Linked DNA regions of Mus musculus: all the other regions are linked to region 1. The links are chromatin contacts, called in public HiChIP or PLAC-seq and promoter capture Hi-C maps. All regions are on one chromosome and are shown on one strand. The core of a region is the stretch at or near the end of the contact, and the rest is flanking DNA. Distances in the headings are between cores, read along the strand shown.

Region 1 (3,369 bases), core at 456-2,955:
TACCACAATTAATGTTTGAGGTGGTTTGCAGGCAGTCTTCTTTTCAATAAGCAACCATCAAATAATTGAATAGCTTGTAAAACACGGAAATATTCCTTTAATCTTTATTCCAAGTATAACCGCATCCTCCTTGAATTACTATTATAATAGACTAAGTAGCATTTATTAAATTTTGTCCTTATCCCTAGTTTGAGTTGGATGCTTTTAAAAACATGGCAAAAGCAATATACGTATCTACCTCATCACACGGGTTCTTTCTCAACAAATTTCATAGAGACATGTGAATCCATGCTCTTGTAAGACAAGAGCTCGTCTTCAGGGTATGTATGAATCAAATTTCAACAGTTGCAGTGGATTTCTCTAGGGATAATAGGAGACGGTCCCTTTGTCTTGTGACTATAATCATTTTTAATTTTATGAGCTTGGTGACTTTCCCCCAGTGTTTCCAAGTAACTAATAACTTTGTTAACATCTTTTGCTTCTTAAGATTAAAAAAAAAAAAAGAAAGAAAGAAAGTGGCCTTGTCCCAGCTCCCTCCCCCAGGCTGGTGTGAGTGTGCAAGTATGTGTGCAGAGCTTGTGTTTCATACTGCAAATATAAATAAAGGAAGATAGCAGAAGAAAAAAAAAACAAAACAAAATCCTACTTGGATTTGACCCCTAATTTATACTTTAGATTATCATTAGTGAAAACTCTTTGCTACCCATTTACATTATTATTATATACTCGCGAAGATCCTTTTTAGGCATTTAGGCAATTTTAGGCAAATTTGTAAATTTGCGTGGTACTGGTGGTTGTGAGGAATACTTTCAATTAGTTCACCCCTTTAAGAATAGCCTAAGAAAAATATCAAATAACCTCGTATTATACTTAATAAAGCTAGTTCCTAGGAAGTTTTGCAAACTAAATATCCACCAGTTGACCTAATGGAGTACGGGTTGATAGGTGTCTGCTGGAAGGCGGCCAACTCCTAAGCTAGGCTAGGCACACGGTGGGGGGTAGATAGCGCCGGAGCCCTCCAAGGCTGGGCGCCACGTTGCTTTTCTCTTTTCTCTTTTGAAATAGGAAGACGACGCTTCTGGCTATTGTGTAAACCCGTGGAGAACTGCCTTCATTCCCACATCAGATAAAGCACAAGCAGAATTAAAGCGCATTCCAATCCGACCCCGGGCCACACGTACGTCACTGACAATTTTATTGCCTAGGCTGCGTTCGTCTCGTGGAAACACGTGAAAAAATGGTTTAAAAAAATTTTTTTTAAAAAGCCAAAAACCACCTCGGCTTGAAACGAGAAACCGCACAGGATCAAAGCACTACGCCAACCCAGCAGTGGCCACCGCCCCCGCCGAGCCCCGCGACACCCCTCCAGACTCCCTCCTGTTTTCTGCTAACCAGCTGTGTGCAGCGTGGGACAGCCTCGCCTGTCTCCCGCTCTCCCCACCAGCTCCACAAGTAATCCCAGATTCCCAAGTCCCCAGCCGGACAACAGAGCGGTCTCCCGCTCAAGGGACAGCGGCAGCTCCATCTGCAACCAAGCTGGTAGTCCCCTGCACTCCCCGTGGGCCCACCGCCAGCCAGCCGGCGTTCGGCGACGTTTGACTGACACGAAGCGGTCCCTATGAGGCCCTGAGGGCGGGGCGATGGCGTCACTTCCTGGCCTGTCGGGGAGGATGCTTATATAAGGTCTGCGCTCACGCAGAACCCTCGCTTACACAGTATGGCCGGCGACATTAGCTAGCGCTCGCTCAACTCTCCTAACGGGAAAGCAGCGGACTACAAGAGACTGAACTGTATCTGCCTCTATTTCCAACAGACTCACGTTCAACTTTCGCTCACGAAAATAGCCGGGAAAATTTTATTAGTCCTTTTTTTAAAAAAAAGTTAATATAAAATTATAGCAAAAAAAAAAAAAAAAGGAACCTGAACTTTAGTAACACAGCTGGAACAATCCGCAGCGGCGGCAGGAGCGGCGGGAGAAGAGATTTAATTTAGTTGATTTTCTGTGGTTGTTGGTTGTTCGCTAGTCTCACGGTGATGGAAGCTGCACATTTTTTCGAAGGGACGGAGAAACTGCTGGAGGTCTGGTTTTCCAGACAGCAGTCCGACGCAAGCCAGGGATCTGGGGATCTTCGTACCATCCCAAGGTGGGTGCCTGGGCCTGAGGGCGGCTCGCCGCCGACTGCGAGGCACGAGTCGCGGCCTCAGGTGGGGCCAGGTCGGCGGGCGGGAACTGGCTTCTCCCGCCGCCGTTGCGGGGCCGCCTGCGCCGCCTGGGGGAGGGGAGGAGGCCGGCGCGGCCGCGTGCTCAGGTAACGTCCCCGGCGGACGGCGGGGCTGGGCTGACGGGCTCCGGCGGGGGGCACGCGGCCCTCCGGCAGGTGTGGCTGGGTGAGGGGCGGGCGGAGCACGAGCTGGGTGGGCCTGGGCCGCGGGGCGACCAGCAGGCCTCCCGCCGCGGGGTAGGCGGCCGCGCGTGGCGCTCGCTCGGGCGGCGGGATTGGGCGGGAGCGGCCGTGTCGCAGTGCCGGGCCCCGCCGACGCCCGGACGTGCCCTGCAGCAGAGCGGGGCGCCTCGGGACCCTCCGCGGGCTTTGCCCGGGAGGCTCCTGACCTTGGGCTGTGTAACCTGTTACGGAGGCGAAGTCCGGGAGAGCGCAGCGGGGTGCTGGAGGGTTTGCCTGCTTCCCGGGGTACAAGCCTGTCAGCCCGAAGATCTATTTTACTTAATGCCTTAAGCTGGAGCAAAGGAGACCTGCGGGCCCCCTGCTCACACCCGACACGGGAGGTGGTGCGGAGAGTTGCTAGTGACCTCGCTGGGAGAGTCGAGCATTGAAGCGCGGATGACACTGAGGATGCATGGACCCGGCGGCGGTGACACCAGCCTCCCGCTTTGGTGGCCGGTACCCGGGCTCCGCCGTGCTCCGAAGCGCACTAATGGGACTAGAGTGGCGGAGGAACCGGCGTGGTCCGGTTCATTGAGAGGCGGACCAATGAGCTCCTGGGCCCCTCCGGAGCCTGGCCCCAGGGTGTGGACCAATGGGCGTTTTAGGAATGTTGGCTGCGCGGTGCAACCGTCCTCTGACAAAAAGCGAGAAGAGAATCCCAGCGGCCACGTGCTGCCGAGACTTTAAGGCACACTGGGAAACGCAGTTCCTACTAGTTGCTGCAGACGTTTCCATTGTAGGGAAAAAAATGTACCCGAAGTGCTAAGGTCTCAGTTTTCGATCCTCATGTGAAGTGTGTGCCATTTTCAGTTACAAACCCTTGACGTTTTCTCATAGTAAGCATAGAGAAGCTTACCTCTTTTACAGATATGGAAAGCTGATTGTGATAGGCGTCTCGGAAAGCTGGTGCTTCCAGGATTATTTC
Region 2 (3,369 bases), core at 559-3,058, 200 kb before region 1:
AAGAAAGTAATTTGCCCTGGTCTGTTGACTTCAGATGGGAATTGTTTGGAGAGATAAGAAACACTTTGGAGAATTTGAATCCTGCATGTTATGGTGAAAATGGCATCTGTTGCTCTCCCGGTCTCCCTCTCTTCTGCATTCCAATACTTACTGTGGTCTACACTCTCGGTGATGTCAGCCTCTACTGATGTTGCTCCATTGAAAAGGTGGATGCTTCCAGTCCCTGTGGATAGCAACTACCCCGGCCCATTCCAGAATAATTGGATATCATGGAACTGACGCACCAGCATGAGTCAGACAGCAAAGCTGTGGCTGGAGCTGAGCATCAAGGACCCCTGTGAGCCTGTGTGTTATCTCATAGACAAGGAAACTGGGAGCCAGCTGGGTGTGCTGCCGCACCCAGTCAGCACTCAGACTAATTTACCCACAGAAGCCCAAGCTCTTGTTGCTATTTCTTGTTTCTTTGTGGGGTTTTGTTCTTTTTTTTTTTTTTTTGAGACAGTGTTTCTCTGTATCGCCTGGCTGTCCTGGAACTCACTTTGTAGACCAGGCTGGCCTCGAACTCAGAAATCCGCCTGCCTCTGCCTCCCCAGTGCTGGGATTAAAGGCGTGCGCCACCACGCCCAGCTTCTTTTTTATTTTTTGAGACAGGATCTCACCCTGCATTCCCCGATGCTCCTGCCTCAGTTTCCCTCCCGAGATTTCACATTATAAGCATACACCACCACACTCAACAATAACTCATATTTTCGATGAACACTCTGCCTACTACACAGCATTTGTCTATAACAACTGTTCCAAACCAGTTGAAGCTCTGTATTAAAAGCTCTTCCATGTCTCTGTGCATGTGAACAGAATATTTATTGAATATATCTACATATTTTTTAACAGTCTGCCATCTCTTGATGAGTGAGAATTCCCGACAGGAGCTCAGGGCTAGCGTGAGAGGAAGTTCGTGAAAAGGACAATGTCAGCAGTAACAGAAAGATGCGGGATACGAGGAATAGGCAATGGGAACAGTAAGCCCACTGCTTGAGTTATTTAAAACCACTGGGGCAGGAGCCGATGACCAGATAAGTATCTCTCTCCTCGGTCTGGCTTTTGTTCTGTTTTTTTGTTTTTCTAAAGGAACTGCCCCCACCCCCATCTACACAATACGAAACACACTCTTCTCAGCACGTAAAAGTGGGGAGGTTCCTGGTTTTGCTGCAAGGGCAGACTTTGCCCTGCCTTGTTGACCAGTGGTCACAATAGGGCCTTTCATTGCAAGACCACATGGTCCCCTGCAACGTGACCTGGGAGCTGGCAAACACTCCAGGGCAGCACAAAGGAGCGGAACTTGTGTTTGTGCAGAGTGTTCAGGCAGTCGGCAGGGTCTGGGGTTCCTTCTCCCTCCCGTGTGCTCAGCAGCTCAGTGCCTCTCTTACCCTGCCCTGCCCTGCCCTGTCCCTCTGCAGCTGACAGTGGCTGGCCAGTGCTAGGCCCACTCCTTGGGCAGAAGGAGCCCCTGTAAGGTCCACCTGGGGTAACCTGCACCATGTATATGTAAAATAGAGCTGACCCCACCATGCACACGGTGGTTTTTTAACTTCTTTTTTAACTTGTATATTTGTTGAAAGAATTCACTTAGGCAAAGTCTGAAAGAGGAAGGTTGTGAAACTGGGTCAGGAGGAGGCGTCTGATGATAAAACACACTTTCTGTTCAGCGATGAGGGACGGATTCCAAACATATATAGCAGACCGTACACTGACCCTGTGGCAGGTGAAGGAGCCTTCAGACTCTGTGAGCTTTTTGACCCTGGGAAAAAAGCTTCACTGGGGTGAGACATGCGGGAGCAGGCACAGCTGGCTGACAGGTCTTCTGCCCGTTGATAGGTCCCTGCCTCGTCACGTGGACAGGAAAATGATAGCGACTTCTTTAGGCTGGAGAGATGGCTTGAAAGGGTGGAGCATATTCCATTCTAGCAGAAGACTTAAGTTCAGTTCCCAGGGCCCACTTCAGGCTGCTCACGCCCCTGTTAACCCAGCCCCAGGAGGCCTGATGCCCTCTTCTGGTCCTTGCAGGCACTTGTGCCTGCATACACACACACACACACACACACACACACACAACTTAATTTATTTATTTATTTATTTATTTATTTATTTATTTATTTATTTTAGTACATATAAAAGAAAGAGCCCACCGGTGGCTATGGAGATGCTCAGCAGTGAAGTCCACTGACTGCTCTTTCAGACAGCCTAGGTTCAGTTCCCAGCGCCCACATGGTACCCCACAACCATCTGTAATTCCAGTTCCATGGAATCTGATAGCCTCTTCTGACCTCTGCAGGTACCAAGCACACACATGGTGCACACACATACATGGGGCAAAACATCCGTATGCAACAATTTTTTAGAAAGAAAGCTCAAAACTAATGTTCTTCGAAGCCATGACTAATTCCTGTGTTCAAATGAGTTGGGGGAGGGGGCAACTGAAATGGTGTCTTTGTTTAAAAAGGGGTTCTACTGTATAGCTCAGGCTAGCCTCAGACTAATAGTGTTTCTCACTCAACAGCTTCCTGTGTGCCACCACAACGAGAGGAAAATTAAAATTTCAGGAGTTTATTGAGCATCTAATTGTGGAGACTGGTATGCTCTGTTATCATGTTATTACAGACTAGTCACCAAGGAGATATAAAAAACTATAACAAATTTTGATAACAGAAAGAAGTTGACATTGTTTTTTAACTCATGAGTGTCTACCAGACCTTCTGCACACAGTAATGTTCAGTGTTGGTAACAGTGAAGGGGGGACACATGCATCCATCTCCCAGAACACGGGATAAGGACCCATGACAACGAGAGCCAGCGTTCAAACCTGAGATATGCATAGCACATCATCTGCAGCACAGAGGGCAGCAAGGAGCGATGATGTATGTGGGCGGTGGGGTGTAACTAAGGGTAGGTAGGACTGCATGGACATTCTGTCTCCAGGATGAAGATAGATGGGGGGGGGGAGGAGAGAGAGAGGGGGAGAAGGGAAGAAGAGGGGAGAGAGAGGAGAGAAGGAGAGAAGGAGAGAGGAGGGAGAGGAGGGAGAGGAGAGAGAGAGAGAGAGAGAGAGAGAGAGAGAGAGAGAGAGAGAGAGAGAGGGAGAGGGAGAGGGAGAGGGAGAGGGAGAAGGAGAGAGAGAGAGAATAATTCCTGTTCCAGGTGAACAGAGTAAAGAGATGGGGTTGATACCAAGCATCCGTGTGGCACCGTGGTGTGTGTGCCGCGAGGGATGCCTTCCTTTCTCTCTGACTCTCCTGGCAACAGTTAAATAATATTAATGATAATATGCAGTACTGCACAGACCCGCCTGTTGGCCAGGTGCACCCTGGCTGG
Region 3 (3,369 bases), core at 362-2,861, 180 kb before region 1:
AAAAATGCAATCAGTAAGATATAACCACATCCTGCAACTTCTCACTTTCAATAGTAAGTGGTGACTAGAAAACCAATCCTTCAGCCAGAGTCAGAAGCCAGGGACACTGGGGCCCTACCAACAAGCAAGCAGGTAAGGCTGACAGGACACACTAGTAGTAAGGGCCTAATGCTTCAGGTAATAGATCAGGTGTGAACAGCTTTTAGCTAAGACCCTGTGCTAAAACAACTTTTAAAATGACATTTTCTTTTTCAACAGGAAGAAAAATCTGCACTCGCACCCCCACCCTGTGTGTGTGTGTGTTCTGTTCTGTTTGGAAGCCAGGGTCTTTTTTGTTTGTTTGTTTTTGTTTTGCAAGACAGGGTTTCTCTGTGTAGCCCTAGCTGTCCTGGAACTCACTTTGTAGACCAGGCTGTCCTCAAACTCAGAAATCTGCCTGCCTCTGCCTCCCAAGTGCTGGGATCAGAGGCATGTGCCACCGTGCCCAGCGGGAAGCCAGGGTCTTTGTACCCCATGTTGGCCTAGAACTCACTCCGTGGGCCATGCTGGCTCAGCAATCCCTCTGCCTCAGCCTCTCAGTGCTGAGGTCCCAGGTGTGAGACACCATGCTCCTCTTTCTGAAGTGTACACCACAGCTTATACTCAAACAGCCCCAACCCCACACAGGGAAACTACTACACAAGGCAGAGTCCTCACACAACAGTTCAGTGTGCTGCTGAATAAACAAGGCAAAAGTAACCCAGGCTTGAATACAAGAAAACAAGAGTGTTTATGATAAAACAAACCTAAAGGCATTTTATTCCTGGTAAACCCTAGAATCGGAAGCTGTGTGGTACAGATGTAATTCCCTTGTCTAGTGTCATCACAACTTTAGTATGGCTTACAATCGCCTTTACCGCTCCCCATGTCTATGTGTCTACTGACAATTTCCTCCTCCTGAGAGCAAATCTTCTCAAGTGTTCTTGATTATGTTCAAGTAAGACACTTTGCTTATGTCATGTCTTTCTTACCCAATGTGGCCAATATGGGTAACATTTCTGTAAGGAGCCTCAGGCCTCCCTCCTTTCTCTCCTTGGGGTTATGATAAACAAGTCATGATACAAAATATCTCACAAGTATATGAAATATGACTAGAGATCATCCTTTCATTTAATGCTAGAAATACAACATCTAATTTTTTTACCCGAGAGAGTTTCTCTGTATAGCCCTGGCTGTCCTCGAACTCAGAAATTCACCTGCCTCTGTCTCCCAAGAGCTGGGGTTAAAGGTGTGTGCCACCATGCCCGGCTCGCAACATCTAATTTTTATAGAAGACTCTGGAGCTAAGAACTATTCAATTCTAAAAGAATTTGTTAAAAGTCAATTTCCCATTTCATAAAATATATTCGCATCAAAAAGGAGAAAATTCTGGGGTGAACCTGATAATCCGACGGCATAACGGGCCCGCCTGAGTTTGCACCGGAAGGCCCAATCCGGGGCTTCTTGTTTGGAGGCACCTGATTCAGCCCGGGGTCCTGGCTGTGCTGCAGCCCCGCTCCAGCGCCCCCGCCTCCCGCAGTGGCTCCCCCAGCAGTTCCATTGGTTTGGGCACTGCTCTGCTGTGGTGGAGGAGCCTGTGGGGGGGCTGCTGTCTGCTGTGCGGGGGCTGCAGGTTGCTGATGTGGGTTCTGCTGCTGTGGCTGGTTCTTTTAAGGAGAAGAAAGATTGAAAATTTTACTGTGACGCCAAACGGGAAGTTCCTTTCAATGCTCGATATGCACATGTGATTGGTGACACACCTGGGGTACACAGCCTGGTTGCACAGGTATGACCAGGGATACACACCTGGGGTACACAGCCTGGTTGCACATGTGTGACCAGGGATATACACCTGGGGTACACAGCCTGGTTGCACAGGTGTGATTGGTGACACACCTGGGGTACACAGCCTGGTTGCACACGTGTGACTGGAATGACCGAGACGGGTAAACACCAAAACACAGCATTCCCAAAGCATAACACAGCAATCCCGGGACAATAATACTCCCTGGAGTTCACTGAAACTGTGCAACATCTTCAAATTAAACAGTTATCGGGAGTTGGAGGGTGGGAGGGGTGCTGTAAGGCACACAGGGCAATATCTCACCCTCCTAAAGCAACCAAAAGCCCTTCCAGTCAGGACTCTGGAAAGGAATGATGGGGAGTGGCTAAGATTCTCTTAACATAAAGGACTGGGGGACAGTGGAGTGGGAGGGAGAAGTACAGCAGGGTGGGGCTGGCACTGCCTTAACAAAATGAGGAACAACTGGCACTAGAATGGGCGACTAAAACAAAACAGGAAGCTCAGTTTAAACCTCAATACATGCTTCAAGTGTACACCCAGTTATCTTTCTGCCGCTCTTGCTTCCTGAAAGCCAGTGTTGCATGAAGAAGCTTGTACCTTGTCACCTTTCTCTTCTGGTTCATCTTCATTAAGGAATTCTCTTTTGGGGTACGGAATCTGGCAGCCAGCGAACACACTAAAACCATTTAAAGAAGTTCATATCAGTACCTGAAGTCTGTAATTCCATCATCTTACTTTAAAAGTTTCCTTTTTCTTTCTTAACTTACATCCTCTTCCTTACTGTGGCTGGTGTTTGCTGGACACTTTCCAACCATTATATTAAGCAATAAGGAAGGAGCAAGGCACCCTTTGCCTTTCCTGCTGACTGCCACTTTCAATGTCAAGATAGGACTGCTGCTAGCGAGCTGTGTGAGACACAGAACTCTGTCCACACTGCTTCCTCAGCACCAATCTAAACTGTTTGTATCTGCTTCAACATGAAAATTCATTTCTCCTGCAGAAAAACAAGTGCATTTCTAATATACAGAGCCTGAGTGCACGCCTGGCGAGGTGAGAAGGGAGAGGGTTGCAGGTGTCACCAGCTCCATCCCTTTGGTCAATCTCTGATCCTGCTGCCTGGCATCTGAGTCACACCTGCTCTGTCTGACTTTCATCTATGAATCTGGCATGGCCTCTCTGAGGAGGCTTTCTCTGCAGGCAGTTGTCATGAGCAAAGCAGGACGAGTCAGGCAAATGCTCCCCTGCCTCTCAGCAGCATCCAGCACCTTTGACTTGGGGCAAAGACCATGGAGGGGGAAATGAATACGTACTCTAATGTTGGCAGGGGGTCTTCCTGGAAGTAAGGGTCCTGCAGAGCCTGCTCTGAGGTGATTCTCTTGGTTGGATCCATGGTGAGGAGTTTCTGAAGCTATAACAACAAATAAAAAATGTGACAACATTTGAAAAGGATGCTGACACACCAACTACCTGACATTTGTGTAAATGTCTAACATGATTATCAACACATATATCTTACACATATGTGCACACATGTGTGCATGTGCATG

Evidence for each region. Promoter capture Hi-C pulls out the DNA fragments that hold promoters and counts their contacts. HiChIP or PLAC-seq counts read pairs in DNA pulled down with a chosen protein or histone mark.
Region 2: a promoter capture Hi-C map of liver shows a contact between it and region 1. The contact joins the enhancer-like site here to the promoter of Amd1 in region 1. A contact is called at or near these places in 10 of 39 promoter capture datasets (the 3T3-L1 cell line, the C10 cell line, the HPC-7 cell line and 6 more), 1 of 15 datasets of contacts at CTCF or cohesin (the NIH/3T3 cell line), 3 of 484 Hi-C or Micro-C datasets (bone marrow-derived macrophages, granulocyte-monocyte progenitors and hemogenic endothelial cells), 15 of 115 datasets of contacts at active chromatin or transcription factors (the 230-238 cell line, the SCID.adh cell line, T-cell acute lymphoblastic leukemia and 11 more) and 2 of 9 other capture datasets (adipose tissue and liver).
Region 3: an H3K4me3 HiChIP or PLAC-seq map of bone marrow-derived macrophages shows a contact between it and region 1, with 4 times the contacts expected there. The contact joins the enhancer-like site here to the promoter of Amd1 in region 1. A contact is called at or near these places in 11 of 39 promoter capture datasets (the 3T3-L1 cell line, the C10 cell line, the HPC-7 cell line and 6 more), 3 of 484 Hi-C or Micro-C datasets (bone marrow-derived macrophages, nephron progenitors and rod photoreceptor), 10 of 115 datasets of contacts at active chromatin or transcription factors (the 230-238 cell line, the SCID.adh cell line, bone marrow-derived macrophages and 6 more) and 2 of 9 other capture datasets (adipose tissue and liver).

Annotation. Positions count from the first base shown.
Region 1 is chr10:40,300,524-40,303,892 of GRCm38.p6, reverse strand. Amd1 (S-adenosylmethionine decarboxylase 1) reads left to right here and starts at 1,705. Exons shown (of 8, transcript NM_009665.5): 1 at 1,705-2,144. The coding sequence starts at 2,035.
Region 2 is chr10:40,497,925-40,501,293 of GRCm38.p6, reverse strand. No RefSeq gene overlaps it. Among named protein-coding and RNA genes, the nearest start is that of Gm32234, 46 kb to the right of the region's middle. Within about 2 kb of position 1,808, at least 162 of the 459 cell types and tissues checked have an H3K27ac peak or open chromatin away from gene starts, as enhancers often do. A contact at or near this core is called in the HPC-7 cell line, the SCID.adh cell line, adipose tissue and 6 more, where this site is marked.
Region 3 is chr10:40,476,018-40,479,386 of GRCm38.p6, reverse strand. It overlaps Cdk19 (cyclin-dependent kinase 19), which reads right to left. Exons shown (of 13, transcript NM_001168304.1): 10 at 3,133-3,230; 11 at 2,420-2,498; 12 at 1,419-1,685. Among named protein-coding and RNA genes, the nearest start is that of Gm32234, 24 kb to the right of the region's middle. Within about 2 kb of position 1,611, at least 136 of the 459 cell types and tissues checked have an H3K27ac peak or open chromatin away from gene starts, as enhancers often do. A contact at or near this core is called in the 230-238 cell line, the HPC-7 cell line, adipose tissue and 3 more, where this site is marked.